Linked DNA regions of Mus musculus: all the other regions are linked to region 2. Evidence: chromatin contacts called from public HiChIP or PLAC-seq and promoter capture Hi-C data. All regions are on one chromosome and are shown on one strand. Each heading gives the region's core, a stretch centred on a gene start, on an enhancer-like site or on the middle of the called end of the contact. The rest is flanking DNA. Distances are from core to core; before and after follow the strand shown. Region 1 holds the start of Thbs3 (thrombospondin 3). Region 2 holds the start of Mef2d (myocyte enhancer factor 2D). Region 3 holds the start of Trim46 (tripartite motif-containing 46). Region 4 holds the start of Fam189b (family with sequence similarity 189, member B).

Region 1 (4,733 bases), core at 1,950-4,449, 1.1 Mb after region 2:
TGGCACGAAGCTTTGTCCATCCTGAGTCCTGTATCTAGCATAACTTAGCACTTGAGAAGAGAAATAGTCCTTAGAAATCTTTGTGGTTTTTTTCTCTCTCTCTCTCTCCCCCGACTTTTACTCCTTTCTTTGACAGTTCTGGCCTGGAACTCACTCTATAGAGCAGGCTGACTTTCAACTACAGAGATCTGCCTGCCTCTGCCTTCTAGGTGTTCAGATTAAAGATGTGTGCCACCACTGCCCAGTGACTTTTTTCTTTTTTGAGAGGGGTTCTTATGTCTTCCAGGCTGGCCCCAAACACACTATGTAGCCAAAGATGATTTTAAATTTCTGATCATCCCACTTCTACCAAGTGCTGGGATTATATGCGTGTACCACCATGACGGTTTATATTAGAAATTCCTTTCAGGTCTACCCGGAAACCAACTGCTGTTCTCTACTCTTCTTTATTTTCCATGTGTCATCAGCCTGTGTATTTCTCTTCCTCCCTGCCCATTTGATTTCTCCGCTTATCCCACCCCACAGCCCCTTAAGTTCACTATCTGGCCAACTGCTTGTCACAGTCACACTGCATCCCCCATGCTGCTCCTCCCTGCTCTGGATCACACTGCTCTTGCCTGGCCTGTGTCTGGTGGCCAATAAATAAGTTACACTTCACGGACTGGATTTCCTCCATTGTCAGCCCCCACTCAAGTCACCTACCTCTTTACGAAGATGGGTGATGATCTTGTGTGGCACTGTAATGACTTTCCCATCACTGGTTCGAAGAGCAGGCAGAGTTCCTGATATTGAGAAAGAAGTATACTCACAGGGTCCAGCTTGCCTAGTCATACTCATTTGCATTGCATTCCTGTCCCCTGCTCCTCCCCTGGCACATTCCTGTCCCTCAGGGATACCTGAAGGGCTCTGCCAAGGATTGCTGGTCTTGTGTATCTTCAGTGGGGCGCCTGTAAATCTGGTATAGGTCTGCAGGGAAGGAAGCAGACGGTAGAGAGGCCAGGGTATGGCTTCATAAAGAAACCAAGAAAAGAATCCGTGACTCAGTAAATTATGTTCTATGGTCTATACTTTTATACCAAAAGGAGAGGCGGAAAGAGGGTGTCATTCCTATTTACAAATGGGCAAACTAGACCAGACAGTTCATGGACATGTTTATATGTCCATTTCCAAGATTAAACATTAGGAAAAGATTTCTACCCTTATGCCATCTACACTGTAAAGCCTATTCACAAAAGCTTTTCCTAATTAACTTCCCTCTTCCTGGAAGTACTGATTTACTTTGACAGTCTCTGTATTCTGTTTCTACTTTACATCAATACACGTGATCGTTTCATTATTTGCTTACATGTTTGCCTTTCTGTTAACAATTTCAATACAAGGGTCAAAATCGTATTGCAAGGGAATGTTTTTTACTCTAAGAGGCATAATAAATGTTTTTTGCAATCCCGAAGACGTTGAATGAAGAGAAGCAAGTCTGCCTAGTTCTAAAGGTCTTCCTACACAGTCTGGCTGTGGGGCTGTCTGGTCTACGAAAACGAGATTCAATGGATTCATAGCGGAAAAAGAAGAGATCGTCCAGAAGGGGTTATCCCAAGGTCACCCAGCCAATAAATGGATAGGCAAGGTCTAAACCCATCTTCTGAAGCCCTGACCAAGCCTACTTCCACTGCTACACAAATCGATCCTAGGAAATCCGGACGTAAGGCGCGGAGCCCACATCGGCCTTCGACTGCCTCAGTTTCTCTCAAGACGCATGCGTCTCGGTTCTCGGCAAAGCTCGAGCACCCACTCCGGCTCTCCAGAGATCAGAGGACAGGTGCATGAGCCCTCACCAGCACGGCCAGACTATCCAGGTCCACCGACGGCAATCCCCAGCCCCCTGACCAGCAGAACAGCTCCATGGGCGCCGCCATCTTGTACGCTCTCTGACCCGGAAGCACCTTCTCGTATGCGTCGGCCTTCTCTCGCCAGGAACCGCCCCTGGTCCCCGCCTCCCTGGCCGCCGGGGCTTTGGGGTCTGGGGAGGCGTGGCTCTTGGCGGCCTGAGCCGCGGCGGGGCTGTGAGAGGTGGGGCATCGGCCTTCTGGGGAGCGCCGCGGGCTCGTCCTGAGGCGGCCCCCGTAAGGGAGCAGGGCCGCCGTCCAGACGCGCTTGGGACTTTCGCGGCGCCTCTGCCGAGCGTAGCCACGAACCGCCGGCGACACGGAGGGCTTGGGAGAGGGGCATCTGGTGCGGCTTGTCGGTCTCTGGGGGCACTTGCCAAACTGCACATGGCCCCGACAACCCCGGGCCCTCTCAGGTCTCAGCCCTGAGCGGACGCCGCGGGGGGGTCCCCCGAGCCGCATGTTTTCCACTGCGCGTTATGTTTGGAGAGGGCCTCGCGCTGCCTGTCGCCATGGAAACAAAACAGGGGCGGTGGCGGCGCCCGAGCTGAGGCCCGGCTGGGGCCTGAGTGGGGGAAGGGGAGGTGCGGCTCGCGGGCAGTTGCCTTCGTAACGGGAACTCCTGGTCGGTCCCCAGCTCCCCTCGGGTTCACCCCGGACAGGGCCATCCCGCGGTATCCAGTGTTCCCCAGTCCCATCCTCGCTCCTGTCTTCTAGTTTATGGCTCTAGCCTCTGGTGATGCTTTCCCCTTTCTGATGTCTTAGAAAGCCATCAAGTTCTCGTCGGTGCTTCCAGATTTCTATTTTCCCAAGAGTGAGGGGAAATGGAGGAATGGGCACATGTCAGGGACGCAACACACCGTAATAAAAAAATTTTTTTTTTTTTTGCTGTGCCACATCAATAAGCCTCGTGTCGTACGTAGTCTTCTAGGCACTGTAGCAAAGGATGGTCCACTGACATCCATTTCCGCCAACCGTGAAATAATGCCTAGAACCTAGAATTGCCCAAGGCAGGGGATTCTGACTTTTCCAACCACTGCTTGCAGAGAACAGTAGCATTTGGTAGCGCTGTTAAGTTGAAAGCTCCCAAGAACCAGATGTCAGGCTAAAGGGAAGCATCTTTGAGGAAAATCATTATGGTGGAGCAGGAGGCAAGGAAAGCTCTGGGACTCTTTCCCAGTGCCTCTGGTTTCGGGAGCCGGTGATGCCTCCAAGGTGATTGGCAGCTCTTTGTTTCAACCCCCCCCCCTACCCGCCTGCTCCCCCCCAACCCCCCAGCTCGCTCCTCAGTCCCTCCGCCCCCCTCCTGCTCCTGCTCTCCGCCTAGTCTTTTTCCCTCCCAGTCGCCTTGCCTGCCAGGGGTAGTGAACCGGCTAAGCGGCATGGAGAAGCCGGAACTTTGGGGTGTCCTGGCTCTCCTCCTCCTCTGCTCTTACACGTGTGGCAGTCAGGACCTTCAGGGTAAGCCTGCATTCATCCCCCTTGACACCTCTTTGTCTCCTTTCTTTTGCCCCCAGGCAAATAACAGACCACATGTGAGTTTGAGAGAGAGGGAAGAGTCCTGAAATGGGTTGGAGAGAAAAGTTAACACTGCGAAGAGTGAAGGGTTGGTGATAATGTAGGAGGGGTGGGCACCAGAGTGGTGGGTGAGTGCAGATTGGTGCAGTGTCAGGCACTGAGACCAGGATGGATCCAGGAGGACTCCACGACAGAGTTAGTCTCAGAGCATCAACAGGATAGTCTGGGCAAGCAGCTTGATTGATGGTGACTGCACGGTGGGGGACCCTGGGCTTGGTTCCCCCCCCCTTTACTCTGGCTCTTGGTTTCTAAAAGATAGGGCGGGGGTGGGGATTGGGCAGCTTGAACTCTCCCGGAGGTCTGGTGGGGGGATGGCCCATGGGTGGTGTAGGAGAGGTGGTAGGAGCAGATGACACAAGCAAAGATTCTTTACTGGCTGGAAGGGAAACCACAGATTGGCCAGGACACAGGAGGAAGAGATGCTGGCTGGGTCCTACATTCCCAGGGGGGAAAGACTAAACAGCGATGGGAGGGTCAGAGCGCTTTGTGGACGGCTGTAAGATGTGTGTGATGAGCCCCTGGGATGGGAGGACCGGCCCCAGGGTTTGGAGTGTGCTAAACCCAGCAATGGAGAGATGGTACTCCTGGTTCCTGAGTTGTGGGCACCAGGTGCCACTCCAGACTCTAGTCAGCAATGTCTCCCTTGCGCCACCTGGTGGGACATAGGAAGTTTGCGAGTGGCTTTGGTATTTGTAAGTGGGCTCTAAGCCTATAGGTTCCCAAGGCTTTGGAAGCAATAGAAGGTGCTGGGAGGGAAGCATTGCCTTGATAACAAAAAAAGGGCCAATGGTTTTGTTTTTAGAGATAGGGTCTTGTAGCCTGGTCTAAAGTAGCGGAGGCTGCCTGATTGCTTGAGGCAGTCCTCTCAGCCTGAGGCTACAGGCATGTACCAGCATCCCTAAAGAGTTTGAGTTTTGAGGATGCAGTTCAGAGGTAGGAAGATGATAATTAGGGATGCCTCAGCCGGGCGTGGTGGGGCACGCCTTTAATCCCAGCACTCAGGAGGCAGAGGCAGGCGGATTTCTGAGTTCGAGGCCAGCCTGGTCTACAGAGTGTGTTCCAGGACAGCCAGGGCTACAGAAAATCCTTGTCTCAAAAAAAAAAAAAAAAAAAAAAAAAAAAAAAAAAAAAACAAACATAAAAAAAAGGGATGCCTCACCTCTGAGAGCTCAGGAGAGAGGGCAGGCCTACCTCAGACTCCAACCACTTCCTCTAATTTTTAAATCCCTATCTGGCCAGTAATTGACCTGCTGACAGTGGGCGAATCCAGGC
Region 2 (4,469 bases), core at 498-2,997:
CCCAATGGCCTGAAGGCTGTGTTCCCAGGCCTGTTCCTAAGACGTCTTTTCCAGCAGCCCTGAATCTCTCCAGTCTCAACATTCTGCTTTTCCCGACGTCGGGAAACAGCCGGAAAAATAAACACCCTGATGACTAAACGGTTTCTCCAGCTAGAGCCTGGGGAAGCACTAAAAATAGAGGCCACAAGTGAGGGGAGGTTCCCCACGGGGAGGGCACTTTCCCATTCTGCTCCCACCATAGCCACAAGCAGGAACAAGGCTGTGTTCTCCCAGGGCTTGGGGAAGGGCAGATGCCTTCACTCAAGTCTTGGGGGCAAACCAGACTGCTCAAGGAGTACTGGCAGCTCTGTGCCCCCACCCCCCATACTACTAGGAAAACTAAGGAGCAACATTTGGGGACCATGTGTGATCCTACATAAATCAGGCTTCTGGAAGGAGGGGCAAAGTGGAAGGGTTGAAAAGGGAGGCCGAGGGACTAGAAGCCTACGTGCTTCCTGTTTAAGGAGGTACATATATGCCTCCAAGCTCTTTGCAGAATAGTCCTATTGAACTGGCCCACTATGAGCCTTTTCTGAACTCACGCAGGCCCTAAAAGGGCTCATTTTCAGCTGAGCAGCCCGTGTGGGTCATACAGTGCAACACGAGGCACTGTACTAGTCTACTGGGAACTAAACTCACACCAAATTCACAAGTTATGTACCTGGCCTTACCACCTTCAGCTTACCCAAGAGGATGGAGAGTTAAGAGATGTGCTTTGCTCTTTTCAGAAATAGTGGAAAATTTTGAACCAAAACAGTCTGACTCCGAGATTATAAATTTTCTAACCCACCACTTGTCGCCTCTTCTCATCTCTCCCACAAGAAGCCAGAACAGGGACTTTGTTCAGTAAAGCAGACCCTAGCTTGTTGAAGAACCTCTTGCTTCTGTTTTGCTAAGGCTTTGAAGTCCACGCCAGACTCTGTCATTTCCTCAAGCTCCAGGTAGAGCCAGCCGAGGACTTGTTAGTGACAGGATGCGGACAGGAAGTCTGACGGGTTAAAGGTCCAGAAGCAATGGAGCGCACAATCTTGTTGTGAAGCACTTAAAAATTCACCACGCCCAGAGGCCGTCGGGGATTTTAAAAGATTTTTTTTTTTGAGAGAGTTATATTTCTTCAAGACAAGGCTTCTGGATGTTTCCTGTGAGGCAAGGGAGGTAGTGGTTGGGGTCCCGCCCCTTTAAATTGCCCCCTCCGTAGTTAAGTGCGCTGGGGCCCGCAGGCACTAAAAGATTAGATCACCCGAGAATTATGCACTGTAGCTTTAAATGTCTGGGCGTCAACCGAGCCGGGTCAGGGGAAAGGAGGGGACCTGTCACAGGTAGAGGGAGCAGCGGAGCTCCCCAGGTAACCACGAGATAAGAGAGCGCGATCTGGCTTCGGAGCTTTGTCACACAGTAAGTGTAGGAGCTGGGGCCTACCAACACTCTTATCTCCCCAGAACTTATTTACTTAGATCCCTGCCAACTCTGGAGCTGGGGTGCTGAGGTACCCGCAGCCTCGCTCTGTCCCGCAGGCGGAGGGATCTGGGCTCCACGCGCCGTGGTCGCGCGCCCCAAAGGGGTGGGGCGCAGGCCGCGGGCAGGGGGCGGGGTTGCGTCCCAGGCCTCCCTGCCAGGCCCCGCCCCCAGCCCTGCGGGGCCCTCCCATTGGCCCCCTGCTTGTCCATCACTCTCGTCTTTTCCCCCCCTCCCATCTCGCAAGCTAGGCTGCGCGGTGCCTACGTCGGCCTCGAGTCTGGGGCTGGAGGAGTTGCCTTTGGAGCCCGAAAGGAGGAAGGAAGCAAAATATCAACAACCGTCGAGGCGGCTTGGGCGCTCGGCTGCGTGCCTGCCGCCCGCCGCCGCCGCCCCCGCGCGCACCAGGGGGTCCCGGCCCTGTGGCGCCGCCCAGGCCGCGTGGACGCGGCGCCTTCGCTGTTTCCCGTCGGAGCTGCGGCTTCGCGTAACCGAGGATTCGGCGGACCGGGCCGAGGCTCCGGGCGCCGTGACACCCCGTCCCCCCCACGGGCTGGTGAGTCACGACGCGCGTCGGCCCCTTTAAGAACCCCTCCCCCACGCCGCGCGGCCGGGCTCAGGGTGGTCTGGAGCGCGAGGGGTGTACGGGCGCCCTGGCACGAGCGTCCCGGTCCGGGCGGGGCGACGGAGGCAGTGTTGGTGCTGGGGTGTCTGCTGTGACAGCCGCGCCTGGTACCCGAGCCCCCGTCGCCTCGCGCCTTGGCGGGCGCAACGCACGTGGCTCCGGCCGCGATTTCGCGCCCGTGGGGGCCCCCTTGGTCGGGCGTGTCAGCAACGCCGGCTGGAGAACCCCTGGACAGTAGTTTGCAGCTGTTAACACCTGGCAGGACCTCTCCAGGCCTTTCTCTTGGACGGTGCGGTGCGGGCCGAGTCAGTGCGAGTGGGGTTCGAGTGGTGAGGCTGGCCCAAGGGACTACTGTGCTCCCGGCCTCCCACCTCAGAGATGGGGCAGGGAGGCCTCCCAGAGATTCCATCGAGCCCTCGGGGTTCCCAGTGGCCCTGGACTACCCAGCTTGTCCTGAGTGCCAGTTCTGCCTACGACTGACCGGCACATTGGGGCCAGGCTAGGGGAGTACAGTGGGTGGATCCCGTTCCCTCCTGCCCTACCCGTGTGAGTTTCCTCCGAGGCCTGTTTGGCTGTGTGAGTGGTGGATCTTACCCCTCCCCCTAGCCCTCAGTGGGTCTGAGCTGCCTGACTGTGGGAAGTTTGCCGTCTGGGACGGTGACCTTGGGCTGCTCTGGCCGGATCTCGGAGAGGAGCCTACTGAGTGCGCTTGGCCTTGGGAGCTGTCCACCTTCTGTTCGTCTCCCTGTATCCGCGGTAGGTATCCGCCGAGGGGAGCATTGGCGAGTTACCTGACAGTGTTCTCAGACACCCAGCTTCTGGCCTCTGGCCACCGAGCCCCAGTGCTCAGCCTGGCTGTCCCAACTCCCATGGCCTTGCCTGTGAATGAATTTCCTTCCTGCGTCTTCCAGGATGGGGGTGGGGTGGGATGATTGTGGGAGTGGCTGAGAACCTTGTTATGTAGGGTGGTTGGGGAATTCTGGAGCTTCTGTAGAGCACTTTTCCCATATACCCCAGAAATGGACACTGAGGCTTTGGGATTTCAGTGGTCATGTTCTTTGTTTGTGACTGCTGTGCCCTTCATACATAGACCCTGTGTGTGACTGCTGCGTGTACTTTTAGGGAGTCAGGAGCTTTCATTCATTCCCATACTTACCAAAGTGGTAGAGCATTTTACTTAAGGTCACACTTCAGCTTTTGTATCAGACTTATGTCTTCCCTCTTTCTGCCATATATTTCATGTAGGGAGAGACTCTAAAGATTAAGAATAAAGACACAACAAGCCTTGCTCATGCAGGCGTGAGCCTAGAGAAGAAACAGGACCCAGACAGAAAGTATGGGAAGCCTCGTGTTGGGGGATGGGCACAGGGCTTGTGCTGCCTCTGCTAAGCCCAGTGGCTGGAACAGGGTGTGGGGGACTTGGACAGGAGGCAGGTGCAGGTTGCCCATCCCCCTCTGTGTGGTGATATGGGGCTGGAGGGCCCCAGCTCTCTGCTCTGGCTCTCTAGCTTCTAGTGCACCTCCTAGGCTGGGCGATGTGACAGGCTGGCTGGCTGCCGTTATATAATCTCTCTCCAGCAGGTTTTTTTCTTTCTTCTCCTGGTCTTCCTTGGTGGTGTGTTGAAAGGTAGAGGCAGTCTCTCCAGGTTGGGAGCTGGACCGGGGGATGGGTTTAAGTTCACTGAGGCCCTGCTCTGACCCTGCTCTGGAAAGGGGCCTATGCTGCAGCATCCTTGGCCCTTATGTCCTTGGCCTGGAGGTCTGTCCATCTTCCTAGCTTTATCTTCTGTGCCAACTGAGTTTCCTGTTCTCCATGGTTTTTCTGGCCTAGCACAGGTCCACACTAGAGTTGAGTTGGTAGGCTGGCTTTTTTCTTTGTTGCCTCCACTTCTCTGTCCCCTACCTAGACAATTGTGTGGCCTACAGAAGAGCTGCAGACAAGGGGGACACTATGAGTCACAAGTACAGTTGGTGTTGTCCAGGTTCCCTAATGGGGCTGATGATCTGAGGCAGGCCCAAAGCCATCGGCCAGGGTCAGATCTAGGGCTGTGGATCTGTGGTGGTGGGCTCTCCCCAAACCTTGAGACCTTGGCCAGGACACCTGGCCTGAGAAAATTATCTCCCTTTACAGGGAAGTGGGAAGGAGGAATGGTCGCATGCCGCACAGCCTCCGCATCGCTGTAATCACTGGTGGCTTTTATGGGGCCAGAGTCCAGCTAACCCTCTCTGTCCTCCTGTCCTAGTTTGGTGACTTACTCATTGGGGAGGGGGTGGCATTAGCTGCTAGAAGCTGTGCTATATAAGCAGACATCTGGCTGTGTGGTGGCTGACATTGTCTACACAGTTAAGA
Region 3 (4,903 bases), core at 485-2,984, 1.1 Mb after region 2:
CCGGTCCAAGCGATCTGGCTTGGGGAGAGTTCTCCGAGAGAGGCGGGGGCTGCGGGTAGAAGGGGTGGAAGCAGGAGAAGTGGGCTCCGAACTCGGATCCCCACCATGGCCTATGTACCCCTGCTGGCCCAAAACCTCCCGGGCACAGGCCTGGCACACGTTGTGGGTACAAGGCAGCACTAGTGGCTGCTTGTACATCTCTTGGCACACTGGGCACAGCAGTTCCTTCTCCATGTTCTTCATGCTTGTCTGTGGAGGGACCAGGAGGTTGTGTGAGAGCTAGGACACTTGGGCAAATCTCAGCCCGGTCCCTTGGCTGCCAGGAAGGGCAGCACAAGCTACCTACTGCTTTGGCCCAGTACCCGCCTTCGTTGGTTCACACACCTCCCCAGCTCTCTGTCTCCTGCTTCAGCGCCCCTCTTGGGGAGCTTAAGGTCCACCAAGAAGGTACAGTTGGAGCTCTGGCCTCCCCCACCATCGCGCCCCACCCCCATCACTCCCGCTGCAGCAGTGCTGGCAGGCAGTCCTCCCGCCTCACCTGTCTCCATCCCTCCATCTCTGGATTAATAGCATTTATTTCAAGGGCACCACCCATTCTACAGCTGGGTGTTGTCCCCCGCCCCTTTCTCTAGCAACCCTTAGACGCATGACTGCTCCCCGCGGCCAGGGTGCGCTAGCTCTCTGAACCGGCTGGGCACTGGCCGGCGCCCCAGCACCCATCCTCCATTCTTCAATTCTATTTCTTCCAGTCTCCCCAAATCAACCCATCTCTCTTTGCCTTCTATACTAGAGCTATCAGACCCAGTCTGGTGGAGAAATTCGGCCTGTTTCAACCCTTTGCTCAATCTAGGGTGGGGGAGGAAGGAGCGCCCCGCCTACCTGCCCCCTCCCCACCGGAAGTATCCCTCCCCCTTTTGGTGAGGGGTCTTCTGGCTATTCCCCACCCCCACACCTCACCTTGGTCCCTCTCTTCGCAGCCATCCCGGTCAGGGGCGCAGCTGACACAAAGGAGGGAGGGAGAGGGAGGGAGGGGGAAGGAAGTGGTGGGGGGGAGCAGGGTTGGCACCGCCTCTGGGAGAGACGGGCACGGGTTACCATGGCAACGGGAGGCTGCACGGCAGCTAGCGGGGGGGGGGGTTGGGGGCGGTAGGGGGGGTGGTCGGGAGGGGTCCAAATTGGGAACTGCACCCAGGAGCGGTTTTTTCATCACCCCACCCCACCCCCCGCCACACCTGTCCTCAGTTTCTTGGAAAACATCCAAGCTCACACATGCCCCTTCTCATAGCCCTGGTGCACGCCTGGCAGCTACCCCAAGCCTACCCGCTGGGTCCGGGCAGCTTCTCGCTGCCTACACCCCAGCAAACGGGAGTCTCACCACTCGGCTGTCCCCAGGATCCCTCCACACTTGCGTCTCCGCCCTCCCAGTCATTTCTGTCTTAACTAATCCCTTCTCTATAATCCATATTCTTCCTGGACCCCCACCTGTTCAAGGGTCTGGCTTGCCCCGACCCTTTACATCCCCTCCCTTCCCCTTGACCCCACCTTAACTCACACTGATGCGGACTAGTGCATCCATGATGGAAGTGAAGGTCTGCATATCCTCACCCTCAGCCATGGCCCTACTGTGCCCGCCCGCCCCCGGGTGCCCGATCCTGGCTGCTGCTGCGAACCCGGGGCTTAATGCAGGAGCCGGGTGGGGTGAAGGGAGGGGTGGGGAGGGTGAGATGTCACTGCGCATGCTCCAGGGACTAGCTTCGAACTGCGTCCGTCGAGGTAGGGGGTGGGAAATAGTTCTTCCCACGTGGTTCTCCAAAGGCGGTCTAGGGGGTGGGTAACATGGAGGGTATTTGAGGTAGGAACCATTCCTCCTATTAGAAGCTTGCATCGATTCCTGGTCATACTACTCACATAAAGCACGAAGCTCGTTTCAGAAGAACAACTCCAGGTGGACGGTGCTACATCTTGGGTGGCACATATCTTCGGGAGTTGTTGAGGCAATTATAGTGGGTCAGGGAGGTCTGAGGAAGTTGTACGGGAGATGACATGAATAGCAATGAAGGCACAGGTGACTCTAGGCCATGGGATCATGACTGAAAGATGAGTGCAGCTTGTCCAGAGAGACAGCAGATGCCTTGGCTACAGAAGGCTGGAGACCAAGCAGGGCGGTGGCCTAGAATGCTCTTAGAAGCATTATTTCCTCCTTGCCACAAGAGGGCGCTGCACCCAAGGCGCGTAGAGGAAGAAGTAAAGCAAGTCCACGTTGGCCCCGACGCCTGCGTACAGACAACCGCGCCGGCTTTGGCTCCCCTCTTTCTCCAGGGACACGGATTGGACCACGGACGGGGCGTGATGGGTAACCGCACCGGCGGGATGCCCGGGCTGCTCTAGCGGGAGTGGGCGTTGGGGTGGTCCTCTTTTCTCCGTAGCCTCGGTAAAGCTGACGTGTCCTGGGAACTAGCATTTCCTCCGGACAGGCGGGAACTTGGGTGTGCAGGGCCGGGTGGTTCCTGGAGGTCGCTGTGGGGTGGGGGCTGGGTCACTTGGAAGTGGTTGGTGAGCCAAGCTCCGGAGTGAATCTGCCTGAATCTTAGCCTGACTCTTTTTCTCATTTATAGTAGTCGGTACCGGGACCTCCTTGGCGCTGTCCTCCCTCCTGTCCCTGCTGCTCTTCGCTGGCATGCAGATCTACAGCCGCCAGCTGGCCTCCACCGAGTGGCTCACCATTCAGGGGGGCCTGCTGGGCTCCGGCCTTTTCGTCTTCTCCCTGACTGTATCTTCCTCGCGCTGGAAGGGGAGGCGGGGGTGTATGAACAGAACATGGGCGGGAGTGGGTGGCAAGGGCTTTGCAGTCCCTCTACTTCCTATCTTGTTGCGTGAGTTTCTCCTTAATTACATCACCCAGGCCTTCAATAATCTGGAGAATCTGGTCTTTGGTAAAGGCTTCCAAGCAAAAATCTTCCCTGAGAGTAAGTGAAACTCAATAGTTAACTGGACTCTTTTTTTTTTAAACCTCTCCCAAACATGATGCCGAATTTCCCTGTGCTTAGATGATAAAGGAGAAATACATTTGCTTAACACAATCTTGAAGACAGAAGATGCTTTCAGATTAAGCATTTTATTGGAGCTGGAAGAGAAGCACAAAAAGGGGGGAGGGGAGGGGAGGGGAGGGAGAGGAAAAGAAAGAAAAAGGCCAACCTGGTCTGCTCTCAGGACAGGTTTCAAGTGAACAGTCAAGCCTGGGCTGATGTCTGATAGGCATCCAGGAGAAGGTGTTCTTTGTCCCTGTGAGAGAAGAAAGCAAAACCAAGCCCACTGAGGGATTCTGATGTGGAACTGAGCCCGCACTATTGACTGCTGCTGGAGGAGATTGTGAAGTCTGTGTTCACTGGGATGTTACCAATAGCAGGACCCCTGACAGAAGGAGAATAGAGAATAACCGCTAGAGCTCACTCTCTTTCTCTGCATCCGCTTGTTTCTCTCTTCCTTTCTTCTCCTCCCTTCTGTAGCCCACACTGGCCTTGAACTTCCTGTGTGGCTGTGAATGACTAAACCCTTGACTTGCTGATCTTCCTGCCTCCACTTCCCAGGTCCTGAGATTAGCACTACCTCATGTAGTTTATGAGGTGCTGGCGATTAAGCCCAGGTCCTTGAACATGCTAGGCAATCTCTCTCCCAATGGAGGCACATCTCCAGCCCTGATAGATCAGTTTTTGTGTGTGATAATTCTTGTTAGATGGTTCATATAGAGATCTGATGGAGAATAGGGCTCATAAAACAAAGTCGGCATCAGGACCGAGCCACTTGGAAAGCCACATGCTGGGAAAAGCAAGCAGTTGTGGCCCCGTGAAAGACTCACCCAGAAACCCCGAAGCCCGCCATTGTTGCTGTCTTCACGGCCCTGTTGGAGGTTTCCAGAGCTTCCGCCCAGCAATGCCCAGAGCTTCTGTCTCTTCCACTCTGTCCCATGTGTTTCTTATATGCTGAAAGAAATTGTTGGAAGGCAAAAACCTTGTCTTTCAGCCAGACAGTGATGGCACAGGCTCTTAATCCTAGCACTAGAGGCAGAGGGAGGCAGGTCTCTGTGAGTTCAGGGCTAGCGCGATCTACAGAGCAAGTTCCAGGACAGCCAGAGCTACACAGTGAAACCTGTCTTGAAGTGAGAAGAAAAAAATCCTCTTCTTTGCCTTCCTTTCTGGCTCCAGCTGGACAAGTGGACCTCTTAGCCCCTTCCACCCTCTCATCCGTATCCTGTCCTCTTAGAGAAGCCATAATCCTCTTTCCTAAGTCATGGGAACACGCCTGCTTTCCGCCCTTCTAGAACATTTTATTTATTGATTTACTTTTGAGGCGGGATCTCACTATGTTGCCCAGGCTGGCCTTCCCACTGTGTAGCCCAGGCTGTCCCTCCCTTGGATTCCTGGGCTTACGTGATGCTTCCTGCCTTATCCTCCGGACTGGCTTGCTGTGTAGGCATATACCACTGCGTTTTCGCTTTCTTCTGTGTATGTTCGGGGGTTGGGGGACCAGGAAGTTAAATGAAACGTGGAGCCAAGCTAGTCAAACAAAACGCCATTCATATCTTCCCTTGGTGTCCTGAACAAGTGTTCAGGCACAAGGCATTTGAAATCCCTGCTTTTATTAAGGCATACCTATTTTGTTTGTGTTGTTTTTCTAGTCAGGATTTCTCTGTGTAGCCCTGGCTGTCCTGGAACTCCCTCTGTAGAGGAAGCTGACCTCCAGCTCACAGAGATCTCTCTGACTCTGCCTCTAGTGCTGGGGTTAAAGGTGTATATCCCCATGCCAGGCAGGACGTACGTTTTCAAGCAGGTTCCTCACAGGGTTCTAGACTGCTCCTACTTTTCCGTTGCTCTTTTGACCGCCTTCTGATTGACCCTCTTCCTGT
Region 4 (4,508 bases), core at 1,381-3,880, 1.0 Mb after region 2:
TGTATGTTCTTAGCCTGCCCCTTCCCTCTGTCACCATGCATAAATGCATTCTGAATTCTTTCAAGGTTTTTGCAAGGAGCCCATGCCTCATCTGTGGGGTTGATCTTCTTTCTCTGCTGCCACATTTGATGAGGGCCATTGGGCAGGTATATGTGACAGGCTTCGCTGTAGTCCAGAGGGTCCCTTCACTATGCCCTGTTCCTCTCTGCCCCTCAGGCAGCACTCTGGCTCTTCTCCTGAACTTCTTCGCCTGCCTGGCCAGGTTCTGTGTGGACACCGGCAGTGGCTCAGGCTTTGGGCTGTCTATGCTCTGGCTGCTCCTTTTCACTCCCTGCTCCTTTGTCTGCTGGTACCGCCCGATGTATAAGGCTTTCCGGTAAGTGAAAGGGGTGATGGAAGGGCTGCAATGAGATACAATGAGAGGTGATGGGAGGAAGGGCTGCAGTGAGAGGTGATGGGAGGAAGGGCTGCAGTGAGATGCAGTGAGGTGATGAGAGAAGGGCTACAGTGAGATGCAGTGAGAGGTGATGGGAGGAAGGGCTGCAGTGAGATGCAGTGAGGTGATGAGAGAAGGGCTACAGTGAGATGCAGTGAGAGGTGATGGGAGCTGCTCTGAACCTCATTTTCTAATTCTCCCACACTTGCTTTTTTTCTCTTTGCAGGAGTGATAGTTCATTCAATTTCTTCGTTTTTTTCTTCATTTTCTTCGTCCAGGATGTGTTCTTTGTCCTCCAGGCCATTGGCATCCCAGGGTGGGGCTTCAGGTGTGTGAGCTACCATTCGTCCTCAGCCCTTCCTCACACATTGGGCAACTCAGTTTAATGGGGTTGTCCAACTAAGGGTCATGTGGGTCTTTTCCTTGGGAAAGACTAATGTAACTGAAGTCAGGGCACTCTATGGCTAGAGCCAAGACAGCAGTAGACAGGCAGAGGCTGAAAATTAATTTTCCTGGAGAGGCCATGTCACAATGGACGAAAGATCAAGGGAGTGCCCAGAAGTGAGAAGGATCTCTTTCTCTCTCTCTCTTTTTTTTTCTTGGTTTTTTTGAGACAGGGTTTCTCTGTGTAGCCCTGGCTGTCCTGTCCTGGAACTTACTTTGTAGACCTGGCTGACCTCGAACTCAGAAATCTGCCTGCCTCTGCCTCCCGAGTGCTAGGATTAAAGCCGTGGGCCACCATGCCTGGCTCGAATCTGTTTTTCATGAGGATGCCAGGAGAGCTAGGAGCGGATGCTTCAGAAATGACTGAAAAGTATGAAGAGAATAGATGTAGTGGGATTGGTTCATGGGATGCCGCCATATTGGCCGAGGCCCTGACCGTTGATGGGCCTGGAGCATGTTCTTAGACCTAGGGGACTCCGGGTGAGCAGAGCCCCGGCAGAGTGGTCGGTCCTCACCCGTGCATCTTCCCACAGCGGCTGGGTGACTGCTCTGGTGGTGGTGGGATCCAAACCTGCCGTGGCGGTGCTCATGCTGCTCGTCGCCCTGCTCTTCACCGGCATCGCAGTGCTGGGAATCGTGATGCTGAAGCGGGTGAGGGCCGGTCGGGAGAAGGTGGGGCTGGGGAGTGAGATCATTGGGTCCCTAGGGGCTGCTGAGTGGAACATTAAGGAAATGGGGCAGGGCGGGTGGGTTATCAACTAATGGACTTTCTTGGGTGGGTGAGTTTGTGTGTTTGGAGGGAGTGCCAACGCAGAAGGAACGGTACAAAGCAGGAGACTAGTGAGTGGTGCCATCCTCCTGGGATGGGAGGGGCCTGCCTCCCTTATAATCTCTTCCCTCTTGCAGATCCACTCCCTGTACCGCCAAACGGGTGCCAGCTTTCAGAAGGCCCAGCAAGAATTTGCTGCTGGTGTCTTCTCCAACCCTGCGGTTCGAACTGCTGCTGCCAATGCAGCTGCCGGAGCTGCTGAAAATGCCTTCAGGGCCCCTTGACCCCTGCTGCACCCGCTGGGATGCCCTGGGCCTGTCACCTGTGGGAACCAAGATAGTCCCTATCCCTGAAGTCTCTGGGATTCAGGGAGCCATCACCACTTGGTGACTTCTATGGGGCTCTTCATTCCACAGCCATGACTTTAATCCTGACTTGAGGTGTGGAGAGCCCGCTGTGACTCAGTCATTATTTGCCTTTTATCTCCCATCTGGCCACACTGCTGCCGCCACCTCTCACACAACCCCAACCCCAGTTTCCTTCTGCTGTGCCAAGGATGTCTTCTTCCGTTATTTAAATTAAAGAAAAAAAAGTGTAACTGGAACTCACCCATTTCCTGTATCTTTACTGGAGATTGGGCCATTGTATGGAGTGGGGAACTGGGGTGGAAACACTCTGCAAGGAGAGGGTTGCACTTGGCAAAGTGGGCAGGCTGATAGGCGGGAGATGGGGGAGCCCCAGCTCGGTTTACCATGCCTCTGTTAATGATGAATGAGCAGTCAGTCCCTTTTGGTGTGAACACCTCATCCCGGGAACCTGTGGGGCAGAAAATGGACCCAGAAATGATCCTTAACTGCTCAGGCTTCAGGGCGAGGCTAGGGATGGAGGAGGGCCTCTCCCTATCTCCTCCCTTCCCCAGGGTTGCTTTCAGACTACAGCTCCCGGGATGCATTGCACCACCCACCACACCCCTCCTCCGCACCACGCACCATCCACCATCCCCCACCTCCACAGGCTGACCTGCTGCAGCTGGAGGAGCTAAGGAAGCCGAGCATGGTGGGGAGGGGAGCGGGTCTGCGACTCTGGAGACAGTTTCCACGGCCTCTCCCCACCAGGCGGCCCTGAATGGCCAAACGCACCTCTAGTTCCTGCATGCAGACCTTCCCCCTCTCTGTAGACTTGTTTGCATCCCTCTCGCTTTTGCCCTCCCCACCCTTGCCTGGGTTCCGGAACGCTACTCTTCAGTCTGGGATCAGCCCTTCTCGGCACCCCTCTTCATTAAGGAAATGCAATGAACCGGTGCCCTCGCGTCCTCATCGCCTCCCCGGGCACGGTACCCGTTTGGTGGTGGGGAGGGAGCCCCTCACTGTCCCTTCGTGACGCCCCTCCTTTGGGCCTCCTTCCAGCTGGCGTCCCTGGGCGATGCCCCAGAGGACCTAGCCAGGAGGTGGGCTTTACAGCGAGGGCTGTGGAAAGGATAAAGAACCAGGGCTTGGGTGCTTCTGAGATGCTCACAAGTATCAAGGGGGACCGAGCGAGGTGCGAGCAACTGGGCGGCAGGCATGATGCCCTCGCCCAGTGACTCCAGTCGCTCGCTGACCAGCCGGCCCAGTACCCGGGGCCTTACCCACCTCCGCCTCCACCGACCCTGGCTCCAGGCCCTGCTCACGTTGGGGCTGGCCCAGGTGCTCTTGGGCATCCTGGTGATAACCTTCAGCATGGTGGCCTCCTCTGTCACCACCACCGAGAGCATCAAGAGGTCCTGCCCATCTTGGGCTGGGTTCTCGGTGAGTGGGGTCCAAAGAGTATATAGTACTGGGGTGGGGGAAGCTTCTTAGGCCCCATCCCTCCTCACCTGCAAGCCCACATGGTTGTCTTTCCTTCTTCTCCCAGTCCTCTCCCTCCTTGCAGGGCTGGGTGCATCCTGTGGCAAGGGGCTCACTTAGGTGCTTCCCCTGCCAAGCTGAGCCTGTGCCCACTCTGTCCCTAGCTGGCGTTCTCCGGGTTGGTTGGCATTGTGTCCTGGAAGCGGCCATTCACTCTAGTGGTAGGTGCCAAGGCCCGATGCCCACTAGGAAGCAGGTGCCCAGCAGCGAAGGGGATTTACCCCCCCCCCCCCCGTTATGCCTCCCAGGAGCTTTCCAGTTGGTATAAGGCTAGCAGAAGCTGTCTGAGAAGAGGGTGGCTCATTCTGTGGAAGAGGGATGCTGCTGAAGGTCCCAGCCCTGAGATGCCACCTTCTTTCCCTCAGATCTCTTTCTTCTCCTTGCTTTCGGTGCTCTGTGTCATGCTTAGCATGGCTGGCTCTGTTCTCTCCTGTAAGAATGCTCAGCTGGCTCGGGACTTCCGAGAGTGCTCCATGGTGAGATTTGAGGAGGGAAACCTGGAAGGAAGGGGTTAGGAGAGATGGGAGGAAGCCGTGAGTTTGCTCTGACCCGGGCTGCCTTGCCCTTTGCACTCCCACACAGGAAGGGAAGGTCTGTGTATGCTGCCCACCTATCCCCCTACACAGACCTTGCCCAGAATGGGGCCAGGAGCTGAAAGTTGCCCTCAACTCCACCTGTGATGAAGCCAGAGGGGCCCTCAAGGTGAAGAAGCCCTCCCCAGCCCTTCCCCCTACACTCTTATTTTGGGTCTCCTTTGCTCCCCTCCTGGAGTTTTCAAAGGCTCAAGTGTGTAAGGTTTTTCTGTCCCGGGCCCCTTACTCTTCTCCTTTATCTTCTCCAGAACCTGCTCTTCAGTGTCTGTGGCCTTACCATTTGTGCTGCAATAATCTGTACCCTCTCTGCTATTGTCTGCTGTGTCCAGATCTTCTCCCTGGATCTGGTGCATATGGTAAGAAGGGAGCCAAGGCCCAAG

What was found. HiChIP or PLAC-seq counts read pairs in DNA pulled down with a chosen protein or histone mark. Capture Hi-C pulls out chosen DNA fragments and counts their contacts.
Region 1: a promoter capture Hi-C map of adipose tissue shows a contact between it and region 2, with 3 times the contacts expected there. The contact joins the promoter of Thbs3 here to the promoter of Mef2d in region 2. A contact is called at or near these places in 4 of 39 promoter capture datasets (hematopoietic stem and progenitor cells, liver, neural stem cells and 1 more), 1 of 115 datasets of contacts at active chromatin or transcription factors (regulatory T cell precursor) and 2 of 9 other capture datasets (adipose tissue and liver).
Region 3: a contact with region 2 is called in a FOXA1 HiChIP or PLAC-seq map of pancreatic cancer cells. The contact joins the promoter of Trim46 here to the promoter of Mef2d in region 2. A contact is called at or near these places in 1 of 39 promoter capture datasets (embryonic stem cells) and 3 of 115 datasets of contacts at active chromatin or transcription factors (double positive thymocytes, pancreatic cancer cells and thymic regulatory T cells).
Region 4: an HNF4G HiChIP or PLAC-seq map of pancreatic cancer cells shows a contact between it and region 2. The contact joins the promoter of Fam189b here to the promoter of Mef2d in region 2. A contact is called at or near these places in 1 of 39 promoter capture datasets (pre-B cells), 1 of 484 Hi-C or Micro-C datasets (B cells), 1 of 115 datasets of contacts at active chromatin or transcription factors (pancreatic cancer cells) and 1 of 9 other capture datasets (liver).

The regions. Positions count from the first base shown.
Region 1 is chr3:89,211,981-89,216,713 of GRCm38.p6, forward strand. It overlaps Thbs3 (thrombospondin 3), which reads left to right and starts at 3,200. Exons shown (of 23, transcript NM_013691.3): 1 at 3,200-3,344; 2 at 4,701-4,733. The coding sequence starts at 3,266. It overlaps Mtx1 (metaxin 1), which reads right to left and starts at 1,927. Exons shown (of 8, transcript NM_013604.3): 1 at 1,833-1,927; 2 at 897-966; 3 at 703-782. The coding sequence starts at 1,913.
Region 2 is chr3:88,140,625-88,145,093 of GRCm38.p6, forward strand. It overlaps Mef2d (myocyte enhancer factor 2D), which reads left to right and starts at 1,748. Exons shown (of 12, transcript NM_001310587.1): 1 at 1,748-2,050.
Region 3 is chr3:89,244,163-89,249,065 of GRCm38.p6, forward strand. Trim46 (tripartite motif-containing 46) reads right to left here and starts at 1,735. Exons shown (of 10, transcript NM_183037.2): 1 at 1,553-1,735; 2 at 1-249. The coding sequence starts at 1,615. It overlaps Krtcap2 (keratinocyte associated protein 2), which reads left to right and starts at 2,276. Exons shown (of 5, transcript NM_025327.3): 1 at 2,276-2,353; 2 at 2,616-2,770; 3 at 2,903-2,966. The coding sequence starts at 2,350.
Region 4 is chr3:89,180,513-89,185,020 of GRCm38.p6, forward strand. Fam189b (family with sequence similarity 189, member B) reads left to right here and starts at 2,631. Exons shown (of 12, transcript NM_001014995.2): 1 at 2,631-3,436; 2 at 3,640-3,696; 3 at 3,901-4,011; 4 at 4,118-4,237; 5 at 4,377-4,484. The coding sequence starts at 3,212. Gm45927 (predicted gene, 45927) reads left to right here. Exons shown (of 19, transcript NM_001310017.1): 16 at 217-376; 17 at 663-764; 18 at 1,414-1,531; 19 at 1,787-2,258. The coding sequence ends at 1,933. Scamp3 (secretory carrier membrane protein 3) reads left to right here. Exons shown (of 9, transcript NM_011886.3): 6 at 217-376; 7 at 663-764; 8 at 1,414-1,531; 9 at 1,787-2,258. The coding sequence ends at 1,933. Gm16069 (a long non-coding RNA gene) reads right to left here and starts at 3,915. Exons shown (of 3, transcript XR_003954659.1): 1 at 3,505-3,915; 2 at 1,396-2,465; 3 at 338-401.